Regions from separate parts of the Mus musculus genome. Here regions 2, 3 and 4 are each linked to region 1. The links are chromatin contacts, called in public Hi-C and HiChIP or PLAC-seq maps. All regions are on one chromosome and are shown on one strand. Each heading gives the region's core, a stretch centred on a gene start, on an enhancer-like site or on the middle of the called end of the contact. The rest is flanking DNA. Distances are from core to core; before and after follow the strand shown.

Region 1 (3,172 bases), core at 327-2,826:
GAAAGGAAGGGAAGAAAATGATGAGAAGTAAAGGGGAAGAAAAGGGAAGGGGAAACAAGACAGGAGAAAAGGAGGGAAGGAAGGGAGGGAGGGAGGGAGGAGAGGGGGACCCAAGAGATGTAGGTACTTACCTAGCATGAAAGAGAAGGAACTGTTTCCTTTTGGTGGTAATTGCTAGGACTCTCCTAGGCATCAACTAGTCTGGCTTCTATCATCTACCTGGAGTTCCCTGTTAAAACCTGTGCTGTAATGCTTTTGCAAATCTGCCCTGGTCAATATCCATTGAGCTTGTTTTTCCCTTGTTGGCAAAAGCATCTAAACTGTGAAATGCAACCACTCTAAAGCCTGCTGAGTTTTCATGAAATCTTCCCTTGTTTTCCCCCAAGGACATCTGTCCTACCCAATTTTGATGTAGAATTATGTATTATACAGACAACTGCCTAAGTCTATTGAATGTAAGGATAAATGCATTGGCTCTTCAGAGTGTTCTTACTCTTTAAGTATGCACAGTATTATCTAGCTCTCTCAACAATAGAATTAATTGTATAAAAAAAAAATCTTTAGGGGAAAATACCTAACAAAAATTTGTTAAATGTAAAACACACAAAATCAGGACATGTGGTAATTTCAAAACTGGATAAATTGCTGCTTTCCTTATCATTGTCTATAATAAAGTTATTTGAAGCTATTAATAACTATTGATGAGCACAAATTAAATTCAAGTGGGAAAGTTTGTCTTTTAGATGAAGAAACTTCTGGAGTGTTTTGGCAGCAGTTTTTCACTTCCAAACAAGATAATAATTATGTTCAAACTTTTTATTCAATTAATTGGATTAAGTACGAACTTATATACTGCCTTGCAGGGATAATTAGCATCCTGACTAGCCTAGTAGAATAGAAAGTCTTCTTCTCTGGTACAATCCATATATGTCACTCTGCTCATAGTAACCGATGTTTCTGTTGTCCTTGGGTTCCAAATGCATTGAAATTTGGAAAGGTCCTACCCCTCAGTCCCAACACACATGCACTGCAGAGAAGAGAATAAAATAGATGTATGGATATTGTCCTTATATATCTATTCTATTAGGCAGTTCTTCATTATTGTAACAAAATGGTAGGGGAGGGGGTACTGTGAACAGGAAAAGTGGCCTTTGGCCCACAACTTTGGGTCCTTCAATCCTTGACCCCATGACGTCATTGCATTTGAGTATGTAGCAGGGCATCATACATAGGGATCTCCTGTGGAGAAACTTAACCATTTTCTTGTTGTTAGGGAAGCATTACAGAGAGACAGAGAAAGTGACTAGGGTTCCACCATCCCCTTGGAGATCTTCCCACCCTCTGTTTCGTCTTCTCCATCAGTGACCAAACCTTTTCACTGGGCTACACCTTCAGCAGTTTGCAACAGGTTTCAGCATCACAAGTCTGGAGACAAAGTCTTTAACATATGGGCCTTCTGGGGATATTTAAGGACTAGATTTTAGCAAAAATCTTGTAATCACTATACATCTGAGTCATGATCATGTAACTAGACTCCATAGTCTCAGTACTTTTTTTTTTTTGAGATGGAGACTCCCTATCCATGACTGGCCTGGAACTCACTATGTAGAGCACTCTGGCCTAGAATGCACAGAGATCCACCTGCTTCTACCTCCTGAATGCTAAAATTAAAGATGTGTACCACCATGACAGGCAAGACTCAATAGTTTTTCTTTCTCTTTTACAGTTTTCCAATTGAATCCTTCCTTCCTGCCATGAACAGGGCCTTTCCAATGGGGCTGGTGGCAAGATCACTCAGAACAGAAATCAGTTGCTAATTTGTGGACAGACAAAAGCCTTTGCTACTAACATGTGTGCATCTATAAATAATCATGAGAGAGAGAGAGAGAGAGAGAGAGAGAGAGAGAGAGAGAGAGAGAGAGAGAGAGAGAGAGAGAGAACATTTTCCTCTCTCTGCAATGGCATTTAACGAAATGAAAGCATTTCTTGGGAGGTAACCAGCCAAGTATGGAAGTCACTAGACAAGGGAACCAGTGACCGCATGAAACCACATTCACATAAGCTGCTGCTGCCTGCCCCTTTGTGGTTGCCTTAGAAACCAGCCTCTCTTAACAGTGAGTCAGATCCCTGCTCAGAGGAGCAGGTGGTGAATCATATCAGTCTCCCCATTCGAGCAGATGCCTGGTTCTTTCACTGAGTCATTCCCACCTACTCCTCTCTGTCTGCACTCTGACATGAACAGAAAGTTCATTCCAATGGCCTCTTGGTGCTCATCCTCACAGCACTGACTGCCAAAAGCAAAGGGACTCTGTAGATGAAGCAAGTTCCACTGCCCTCTGGAAAGGATGCTCTGAGCAGGAGTTGTCATCCATACCATCATCCTAGGTTTTCACATTCACTGCTGAGATGGATTTTGGGCTAAGAAGACTTTTCTCACAAGTCCACACATGTCTCTGTCATACAAGGAATAAATGTGCAGTGGCTTGCAATGCATTTTAAAGAAGTGATCACGCGTGGCTGAATGTCACTGCTTTGGAAGAAAAAGAAATCCTTTTCTTAAACCAGAATTGGAGAGGGATCTTGCTAGCCGGGAGGTGAATAGGGGAAATGCAGCTCTGGACACCATGGAGGATCAATAAATATTGACAGGCAGAGGAAAGCAAAGGGTTTTCGACAACCTTAACTAACACTTTCTAATAATACCAAACTGCAATCTGCCACCAAGGAAATCTAGCCTCACCCTCGAATATACTTGGAGAAACAACACAGGGTGTGAATGAAGTTCCAGGAGCATGGCAGCTGGTGATGGAAAACCTGCTTGCATTGCTCTGGGAAGCAGACATGCATCAGCACCACCTTCTGTGATGTCACCTGGCTCCTTGTGGCTGTGGGCAGACTTCCCAAGTGAGTGAAAATATACTGACCTAACAGGTGGAACTCTTAAGCTAAAAGCACAATACCAGGACTTTGGAGATTGCTCGCCAGCTAAAGGAGTACAGAACACAGTCCAGTTGAGGTTGCCCCTTCTGCCACTTTGCCCAGTAGTTTAGTTTAGACCTCATGAAAGAGATCTAGAATGTTACATTAGAATCTGAGAAACCTGTGCTGGGTCATAGCACTGAGATTGTCTTATGTTGCTCAAGACAGTTTCTACCTCTACCCCCATCACATT
Region 2 (3,172 bases), core at 350-2,849, 950 kb before region 1:
CCTTGCCAAAGATAAATGGTATTTAAAATTTAATATGGAGAAACATAATTTAGAATTAAGTGTTCACTGTTAAAATATGTTTTAACATTTAAGTGTTAAAAATGTTAAATGAAATGTTAAAACATGCTTTATATGTATTGGTTTGAATAAGAATGGTCCCTATGGGGACATATATTTGAATGCTTAGTCACCAAGGAGTATTTGAAACAGATTAAAAGGATCAGGAGGTGTGGCCTTGTTGACGAAAGTGTGACACTGGGAGAGGGCTTTGACGTTTCCAAAGCCCATAACAGGCCCAGTGCTAAAGCCTATGGATCGGGATGTAGCTCTCAGCTCCTCCTCCAGCACCATGCCTGCCTGCTTGCCACCATGCTCCCCTCCATGACAATGAACTCACCTCTGAAACTGTAAGCAAGCCTCAAATTAAATGCTTTATTTTATAAGTGTTGCCTTGGTCATGGTGTATCTTCATAGCAATAGAGCACTAACTACAACAACACAATTAAAAATATTACTTTAAGGTGCATGCCTTTAATGCCAATACTAGGAAGCCAGAAGCAGACAGACCTCTGTGAGTGAAACCAGTCTTAAATGTTAGTGTACACAGCAAATTCCAGCCAGGCAGAACTAAACAAACACGGAATCAAGAAAACTATGTATCTATCATGGTCACTGACACTGAGATGCCTTCCTCAATTTCATGTGGCAACTCATTTTTGACACAGCGTTTTGTACTGACCTGGGCTCTATGGTTTTGGCTAGACAGACCGGCTGGCTTGAGAGTCCTTGGGATCTACCCATCGGGCTCTCCAGCACTTGGGGCGAACAAAGTGTGTGCAGCCACGATGGGGATCCAAATTCAAGTCAACCAAGCCCCTTTTGAATGTATTTATTACTTATTTTAGAATGAAAAGAAATCTGATTACTTCAAAAACATCTTTAAAAGTACTATTCAGCTACTATTTCATGAAATATGCTTGTAAGAATTGAATATGGTTCAGTTAAAAAGCAACTGGTTCTCATGCTGGCTACAAACATATATAGTAAATTTTCCAATTGAGAGGACATGAAATGGCTCATTAAGGAAAGGCGTTGCCTCCAAGCCGAAAGACCAGAGTTCAATCCCTGGAACCTGTAACTGTAAGCAGAGAACCAACTCCTGAAAACTATCTTCTGGCTCCCAGACTCAGCAAGTGCTTGCATGCACTCACACACCTACACACGAACACCTCCTCCTGCCCCCGACACACACACACAAACAGACACACTTACTTAAAGTGCTATTAAAACAAAATTCATAATTTACAGACTTCATAAGGTTTTTTTGTTTGTTTGTTTGTTTGTTTGTTTGTTTTTTGAGACAGGGTTTCTCTGTATAGCCCTGGCTGTCCTGGAACTCACTTTGTGTAGATAAGGCTGTCCTCAAACTCAGAAATCCACCTGCCTTTGCCTCCGAGTAAGTTAAGTGATCTTAAACCACCTTCAGGCTCACCAAAGGGCAAAGAAAGGACAAAGTCAAAATTAGGATCAAGGAAGGAGCCATGACTGAGAATGTCCACTAGGTGGCACCAGATGAGAGTTTATAGCCATTTACTTCCTGGCTGAAACTTCAATGACAGAAGAAGCCAAATCCCCTTACCTTGGAATGGGCTATTGAGAGTGTGTCCACCCAGACTCTCCAGCCTCCCCATTCATATTTTATTGCATGATACAAAAGAATCCGGAAAATGTTGTAGACCATCTCAGTAATCTTCTGTTCCTCAGAACTTTTTGGATTGATATAGCCAAGAGAAAACATCCAGTCCTGCCACACTGAACATTGCAGTAAGCATCTAAAAAGAAAATGAAAAAGACCTCATTAAAATTATCAAAATTATAATTTACTACTTTGAAACTTAAAGTGATGAAAATATAAGCCAAGTACACGATTATTCTCTGTATTCTGCATTCTATAACCTCTATCAATTTCTTTCTTTCTTAGAGAACTTGAATTATAAATCAAATCCCTCCCTACCTCTCCTGTCGAGAGACAGCTTTAGCTTCTGCGTGTTCGCAGTAATAATTCACTGCTAACACTCACGGTGCTCTCGACTGGCTCTACAGCACCCCCAACCCAACTGTGCTAGTGTGGGCACCAAAATGCTTCACACACAATACAAAAATGCGTTAGAAACTTAGGAAATGACCAGACACATATTCAAGGACTCAGGCTGTACATCATGTCTGAGCTAGGATATCTTAAATGCATGGCAGGACAACATCAGTGAATATGGACACACCCAACATAATGAGAATTAAAGGCACTGTTGCTGATAGGGAGATGTGAGAGATAGTGGCTACAGCATAAGTACAAAAGTGTTCATCTGTATATTCATATGTGTGTGTGTGTGTGTGTGTGTGTGTGTGTGTGTGTGTGTGTGTGTGTGTGTACTAGGACAACTAAATAAAAGCATATACAACTGATAAAGTAGGATGAAATAAATTGCTTCTAAGAAACGCAAGCCTTTTTAAAATGATTTAAGAGAATTTAACAAATTATTTGAATTTTTCATTCGAAAGTTATGGAAAATCAAGAACATAAAAAATATTAATCTAGAATAAAAATCAGACTGTTTTTTACCTTCTATTTTCACGGCTGTTACTGAAAAGCTTAATCATGTCGGATAAAAACAGCCGACGGACTTCCATCAATTCTGCACTTGGTGTTGAGTTCTTTAACAAAGTTGCCACCACCTTAAGAATCACTATATACAAACAAATTCTGAATTAAAATTTTAAAATGTCACCAAGACGTAGCACCACATTCACTAATTTTCAACTCAATACTTGGCTCCGAGTGGAGCTGTCCCTGTCCTAAAGTGGGGCCACCAGAAGGAACGCAGTCACGAGAGGCTCTGGTTTGGTCCCACATGTCACCGTGTAACGGCCGCGCTGCCGCGCCGCGGGAGGAGCGGCTTCTGCTTACTTGGATTCTGGATTTTGACTGTGGAGTCTGGCTCCGGGTGTGGTTTATGCACAACTTGAGTACAGACTTGCTCTGTCAAGATCTGAAAGATGAACAATTTGAACTTTGTTTAGAGAAGAAATTAAAAACAACTGCATAATATAGCTTTAGTAAAGAATCTGTCAAAGGTTTTGAATAATTTTAAGTCAAAAGAAATATCCCTCACAA
Region 3 (3,172 bases), core at 170-2,669, 700 kb before region 1:
CCCTGTGAGGCCAGAAGAGGGCATCAGTTCCCTGGAACTGCAGTTACAGGTGATTTCATGCCATCATGTGGGTGCTGGGAACTGAATCTGTGTCCTCTGCAGGAACAAAAAGTGCTTTAATCATGGAGGCATCCTTATAGGTTCTTTGCTTTGTGAAAATCCTGTCCATTACAGAACCCTGGCTTTAGCTAACACATTTGTTGCAGTTAAATCTTGGGCTGAGATCTAGGATTGTATAAAAAGGAAAGAGATAGTGAAGGACCAAAATTCAACTCTCTCACCTTCGAGATTGTGAGTGTAATGTGAACAGCTATTTCATGGTCCTGCCGCCATGTCTGTCGGGTTGTGATGGACTGTGCTCCCCAATGTCAATCCAGATAAACCACTTCTCCCTTACATTGCATTTGTCTGGAATTCTGTAACAAAATGAGAGAAGTAAATAATAAAGTATTGATTAATAATAGCACAAAAGATTTGATACATATCTGCCAATCGATCGTCACATTGTCTTGTAGGAATGCATGCCACTTGGAACCTGTACCTTGAGAGGAAAGAGAAGAAAGAGCAGCAGATGTTAAGTAATGAGTAACTGTATATGCTGTTTCATTGGTAGCTGCTTGTAACTGACACTGCCAGGACCATTATGTGATTTGTGAAAATTCAGCACACAGATGATTCTGTTTACATCATACGTGTGAGCAGAATTGCGGGTATTCTTTAGATCCTTCCATGAAACTGGTTTTTGTTGTTGTTGTTTTGTTTTGTTTTTACCTAAGTCCTCATTGTTTGGTCAATGCTTGGCTAAGACAATCTGTGCATTGGGTCATCTTGTGTTGAGGTGCACTATGTGAAAGTTGGATCTGAATATTCAATTGTTGATTGCTCATCAGAGAGCTGAGTACTGGCCTGATTTTAGTATTATTTTCCTTATGGCTCATCACCTACCTTGCTGTTTTGTAAACACTCTTCCTTCCTTACCTGTTGATTGGCTTAATAAAAATCTGACAGCTGATAGCTAGGCAGGAAAGGGAAGGTAGGATGTCTGGGCTGAGAGAGGGTCTCTGGGAAAAGAATCAGAGGGAGAGGATTCACTCGTGGGAACTGGGAGCAGAAGGCTGTGAACATCAGCAAAGAAGTAGAGCTGGCCATGTGGCAAGACATAGGGCCAGAATTAGTTGGTTTAGAGTAGCTGTGAGGGACTCCAAGTTAAAGGCCTAAGCTGCTACAAACATTAATAAGTCTCAGAGTCATTATTTAAGCATTGTCGAGTCCATGAAAATCCAGCTTCATAGAATAGGCAATAAATGCCATACTGCACAGGAAAAATGTCAAATAATTTAGAGTTGTATTTTGAAGCCTTTGGAATCTGTGCTTGGGGCCAGACTCTCATTTGCAGACTCCACTTCCAGGATCCCCAAAATTCTTTTCACGGCATTTGGCTACAGGCTCAGGCCCACAGTCCACAGGAATGTGATGTGATACTGAGCATTTTGTGGTAGAAAATAAGTTGAGAACTATTTCTCTTAACTATTCAATTATGCTTCCCTTAAGAGGATATTATCAGATTATTGTGTACATGCCTGACAAATACAGCTTTTTAAAAAAATCAATATGTGGTATATAATATGCAACAACACAGAGTTATCTCAGTGAGTCCTTATTAAATAAAGTTTTAAAATTTAATATTTGAGATCTCCATTATACCCCATTACATAGTTGTGTGTAATGTTTTTGTAATGTTAATTCTTCCCTGTACTGCATTGAGCACACTTTCAAAAACCACAAGACTCCTGTGAGTCACAGGAAATGCAACATAGAAAACCTATTGTCCTAGATACCTCCAAACACCGCATTTCTTGGAAACAATTTTCACTCAGTAACTACTGCAGTGGAAGAATAGAGGCTGGTGACCTCATGGCTTGATCATTTTAATTTGGACAGAAAGTGATTTATAGTCACCTTTTCTGGTTCTAAGTAAATTTGTCTTTTCTTAGGTATATAGATGAATGATAAATGTTTAGCCATTTAAACTCATGCTAGTTCTTGGCTTAATATTTAACATGCTCTATATAAGATAGTTCTAAATAAGATCATGACCCAAGAGCTTATTCTATGTATAGAAGTTAGCTTAGAACATCACGCCTATAATAAATAAAATTATGTTATGGTTTTTGTTATTCAGTGAACAGATTTAGTAGTCTGCTTTTATTTCTAATGAATGTGTCTTTGACTTGAAACAAAGCATTCATTGTTTTTTTCCTCTGAAATTAGCTGGTCAGATTTCTTTAATTCTTAAAAATGTAAAGCATTGTTATAATGGATAACTATTAGGAAACATATAGTTGAATTTGATTATACAGAGTTAACACAGCCTAGTTTATACAGGATTAACACAGCCTAAATCCCCCATTTGAGATTTTCACATGGTCCTGTGAAGGAGCAATAGAAGATATTGGAAAATAAAATATTTTACAGTCTCCAGAAATAAGAGGAGTGGACAGGGGTTACATTTTCTTACCAGGTATTCCACAATGCTACCACAAGGAAGAGGTCTTTGCAGAAACACTGAATGCTCAAGTTACTCTGTCCAGGATACCAGGTGATTTCATAGAAATGTACATGCATAATAATTAGTATTTAAAGCATTACATGGGTTACACAACACATTGTCAAGGGCTGTGAGACATGGGGACCATTCACAATATTCTGTTGTCCATGCATGAGCATGCATATGAATCAGAAGATCAGCAGCTGAGATATTCTTTAATCTTCTATTTTTGGATATGAACTTACAATTTTCCTGGTCTCTATTTTTTCTACTTCATTTTGAAATTTTGATTTTAAATACTTAATTCTTTGAGAATTTTGTGCAGTATATTTTGATCATATTCACCTGTCCCAGTTCACTCCCACCTCCTTTCCCTATCCCTAAATTTATGCCCTTCTTTTTTCTTTTCGTTTCTTTTTTTAACTACGAGTCCAATTTGTGATGCCCAAATACCCTTGGGCATGGGATTATCTTCCAGAGTATGAATGACTAACAGGAATCGAAGCCTTAAGACAAGCAAACAAACCCAACTTTTCCTCTCCCCAAAGCTATCAATAGCTATTCAACCAGGAGTTGGACATTGCACTCATCCCTCTCTCCATGCCGGTATTATCTCCATTGAAC
Region 4 (3,172 bases), core at 261-2,760, 600 kb before region 1:
GGGAGTGTGGAACAGAGAAATGCTGCCCACTCCATGACAGCCAGGAAACAGAAAGAGGGAGATCAGGAGCAAAAGGGGTAGAGAGACAGAGACAGAGAGACTTCATGTCCTCCTAGAGATCTAATGTCTTTCCACTAGACTGAACCTTGTAAAAGTTGCAGCATCTCCTAGTAGCACCATAGTTTAGCAATCAAGCTTTTGCTACATGGTCTTTGGGTGACATTTCAGTCCTAAAACATCGAACTACAGTAGAGTGAGTACCCTCTTTCAAAATCTTGGGGGTCCCACACAGATTGGTGCTAAGTTTCCAGTCTCTATTTGAACCCTGGGATTTTTAGAGACAAGATGGTGTACCCATGGTCAGTATTGTGTAAGACACAGCTAGTAATTACATTACAGGTAGAAGCGATTGCCCTTGCTGGACCTGAATTAGACACACATATGATGTATATGTATGTGTGTGCATGTGTATATATGTGTATGTATAAATTTATTCCATAGGTTATGTGACTCTGGAGAAACATGACTAAGATGCCTTCTAACTCATGAGTGCACAGAACATATTACTATTCCAAAGGGATAAAAGGGAACAGAATGAGGAAATATTGGCCCAAAGAAAGACTAAAAAACAGCAGGGCAAATTCTAAATTCTGTCTCTCCATGTCCAGTGTTAAAGCATTTTTCAGGACTTCAATTCCTATGGCTTTGTTGACTACAGCATACTTTTCTCTCTTAGGCTGGTTCCACACCGATCTGCAGCTTTCCCTAGAAGATATCTCATTATCCTAACATCTCTAACACCTTGGGGTCACTAGCATTATTCAGGATTCATCCCCATAGTTTCACACAATGTTTTTATTGGCTCTCCAAGCAGGGACACTCCTGTCACATGCCTAGCCTCTGCAGCTTTCCTTAGTCACACAGGAAGATCCCATAACCCCTTTCTTATGTTCTTGACTCTAAAACCAGAACCACTTGGCTGAAGTTGCCAAGTTCTACGGCTTGCTGTGGCTGGAACTTGGCCCCCTCTTTCCATCACATTTGCATCAGCTTCCTCTTGTTGCTGGTTTCCTTCAGTGCTTCAGCTTTTCTTCAATTCCTTTTCACAAATTGGAAGCTTAGCTGGGTAGGGTCTTACCCAAAGGTCTCCACTCTCTTTATTCCATGTAGTATCACAACTTTTATTTTTTATGTTTTGAAAACCATTTGGTATCATGCAATAAAAATGAGTATAGAGATGTTTGTAGGCTCATTTGGTTTTTGGGTAATAGATTCTATTCAAGGCTCCCCTCACCCCAGTACAGCTTGAAAACCACCTGACAGTAATTAAATTATTTCAGCATCTCACTCCCATCTCCCACACACATTTTCCCCTTTTGTTTTGTTATTTGGCATTATGTACAATTTAATCTTCTTTAAAGCAACCAGCATAGCCACCCACAACTACACATGCTCACTCTAAATCTGAGCCTTGGGGATGGGAAGGACGAATCCCTCCCCTTTCCCTCACAGGTTGTAAATTGGTTATTCACATTTTCTTGGATGAGAATTTTAAGCACTGCACAGCATCTTCATAAGCACACACAGCAGATGGCTGGGAATACTGTGTGATAAGAAGAGGGAGCCAATTTCTTCAGTTATTTTCACCTCCTGAACACATTCCAAAGAAATGCAGCGGCATATTTTAGGGTATCTCTACAAGACCCCTTTCCTTAAATATGAATATAATTTGCTGCTGTGTTCACTTTAAGATGGACTCCTTTTGGGGCTGTCTTTATTGTAAGAGATCTTGTAGTATTTTTGCATAAAATTAAACTTTTGTTCAAAGCTCTCCTGGGTGTTGCTGCCTAGGAATTAACCCAGATGTTGCTTCTCCACATTCAGAGTGGCTATGAAACAGGAGGCAATGAAGCCTGATATTCAGATGACTGCCAGTGACCTTCATGCTTCTCTCTTGTGTAATGACAGGATCCAGAGAAAGGAAAAAAAAATCCAGGTCACCTAGTTTGATCTGTGAACTGGCCTCAACCTTTATCAACTTGAAAACTTTAGGCATGCTTCTTAGAGTCCAGATAATTCTGAGAAAAGGTATAGCTATTTTTACCTACTGGATGGTTGTTGACATGATGAGAGATTATATAGATGAAGCTCTTTCCTTATGTGTTCATTAATGGTGATGAAGTTAATACGTCAATAGTAGGGAATAAGATGTACCTGGTTGCCATCCTCAAGAGCATTCTTTCTTCATAGACATCTTACAGGTAAGTCTTTGGGGATAACTCCTGCTTGTCAGCAAAGCTTTAGGGAGCCTTAGCTCAACCAGAAATGATCCTTTGGCCTCATGTTTTCTCCACATACGTCATTTTTTTTCCTTTTTTTTTTTTGCTATGATTGAAATTTTTGTCTAATATTTGTCCATGGACTTAGTTTAATATCTGAAGAAGTTTGTTTATATGGATAATTCTTGTTGTACAAGTGTGTTTGGAAATAGGCCAAGTTCATTTGGTCTGTTTTTCTAAGACCATAAATCAGTGATGGCATGCAATAACTCGCATTAAGAAGCAGAAGGCAGGGCTAGAGAGATGGCTCAGCGGTTAAGAGCTCTGACTGCTCTTCCAGAGGTGCTGAGTTCAATACCCAGCAACCACATGGTGGCTCACAACCATCTGCAATAGTATCTTATGCCCTCTTCTGGTGTCTGAAGACAGCAACAGTATATTAATATACATATAAATAAACAAATAAATAAATCTTTTTAAAAAAAAGAAGCAGAAGGCCTTTTGAGTTAATGCCTCAGGAGAGTTGATGCAGACAGACTAAGTCTTCTGTGGACTAAAGGATCTAGAGAATTGGGCTAAATTATAATTCTAATGTTATACTGCCGTATATCATGGCCACTAGATACAAGTGGCTATTCAAATTTAAATGAGTGCAATAAGAGCAGCAGCAGCAGCAACAACAACAATATCAACTCAGTTGTACTAGGCAGAGTAGATACATTTGGCCAGTGCTATCATAGAAGACAGTACGGAGACAGAACACTGCTGTCATTGTAGATATTTGTAGAATGTTCATTTGGACAGCACTGTTGTGCTTGGAATTGACCTAAAGAGACCAAAATGTTAGAGGATTGTAAACCATGGGATATTCCAAAATGAGATGATAGGTGAGA

Evidence for each region. HiChIP or PLAC-seq counts read pairs in DNA pulled down with a chosen protein or histone mark. A called contact is a pair of places that touch in the nucleus more often than the background predicts.
Region 2: an H3K27ac HiChIP or PLAC-seq map of neural progenitor cells shows a contact between it and region 1, with 33 times the contacts expected there. The contact joins two enhancer-like sites. A contact is called at or near these places in 3 of 484 Hi-C or Micro-C datasets (cerebral cortex, cortical neurons and forebrain), 4 of 115 datasets of contacts at active chromatin or transcription factors (SST interneurons, VIP interneurons, embryonic basal ganglia and 1 more) and 1 of 9 other capture datasets (embryonic stem cells).
Region 3: a CTCF HiChIP or PLAC-seq map of the NIH/3T3 cell line shows a contact between it and region 1, with 6 read pairs. The contact joins two enhancer-like sites. A contact is called at or near these places in 1 of 15 datasets of contacts at CTCF or cohesin (the NIH/3T3 cell line) and 1 of 115 datasets of contacts at active chromatin or transcription factors (embryonic fibroblasts).
Region 4: a contact with region 1 is called in a Hi-C map of cortical neurons. The contact joins two enhancer-like sites. A contact is called at or near these places in 3 of 484 Hi-C or Micro-C datasets (cerebral cortex and cortical neurons) and 2 of 115 datasets of contacts at active chromatin or transcription factors (embryonic forebrain and neural progenitor cells).

The regions. Positions count from the first base shown.
Region 1 is chr3:56,960,640-56,963,811 of GRCm38.p6, forward strand. No RefSeq gene overlaps it. Among named protein-coding and RNA genes, the nearest start is that of Gm22269, 92 kb to the right of the region's middle. Within about 2 kb of position 1,577, at least 86 of the 459 cell types and tissues checked have an H3K27ac peak or open chromatin away from gene starts, as enhancers often do. A contact at or near this core is called in the NIH/3T3 cell line, cortical neurons, embryonic fibroblasts and 1 more, where this site is marked.
Region 2 is chr3:56,006,597-56,009,768 of GRCm38.p6, forward strand. It overlaps Nbea (neurobeachin), which reads right to left. Exons shown (of 58, transcript NM_030595.1): 19 at 2,966-3,047; 20 at 2,621-2,744; 21 at 1,640-1,832. The region is part of intron 6 of Gm31914 (a long non-coding RNA gene); the gene reads left to right. Among named protein-coding and RNA genes, the nearest start is that of Gm22784, 51 kb to the left of the region's middle. Within about 2 kb of position 1,600, at least 4 of the 459 cell types and tissues checked have an H3K27ac peak or open chromatin away from gene starts, as enhancers often do. A contact at or near this core is called in neural progenitor cells, where this site is marked.
Region 3 is chr3:56,260,587-56,263,758 of GRCm38.p6, forward strand. It overlaps Gm40053 (a long non-coding RNA gene), which reads right to left. Exons shown (of 3, transcript XR_867300.1): 2 at 282-416. Among named protein-coding and RNA genes, the nearest start is that of Gm40053, 7.8 kb to the right of the region's middle. Within about 2 kb of position 1,420, at least 38 of the 459 cell types and tissues checked have an H3K27ac peak or open chromatin away from gene starts, as enhancers often do. A contact at or near this core is called in the NIH/3T3 cell line and embryonic fibroblasts, where this site is marked.
Region 4 is chr3:56,361,236-56,364,407 of GRCm38.p6, forward strand. No RefSeq gene overlaps it. Among named protein-coding and RNA genes, the nearest start is that of Gm40054, 5.3 kb to the left of the region's middle. Within about 2 kb of position 1,511, at least 18 of the 459 cell types and tissues checked have an H3K27ac peak or open chromatin away from gene starts, as enhancers often do. A contact at or near this core is called in cortical neurons, where this site is marked.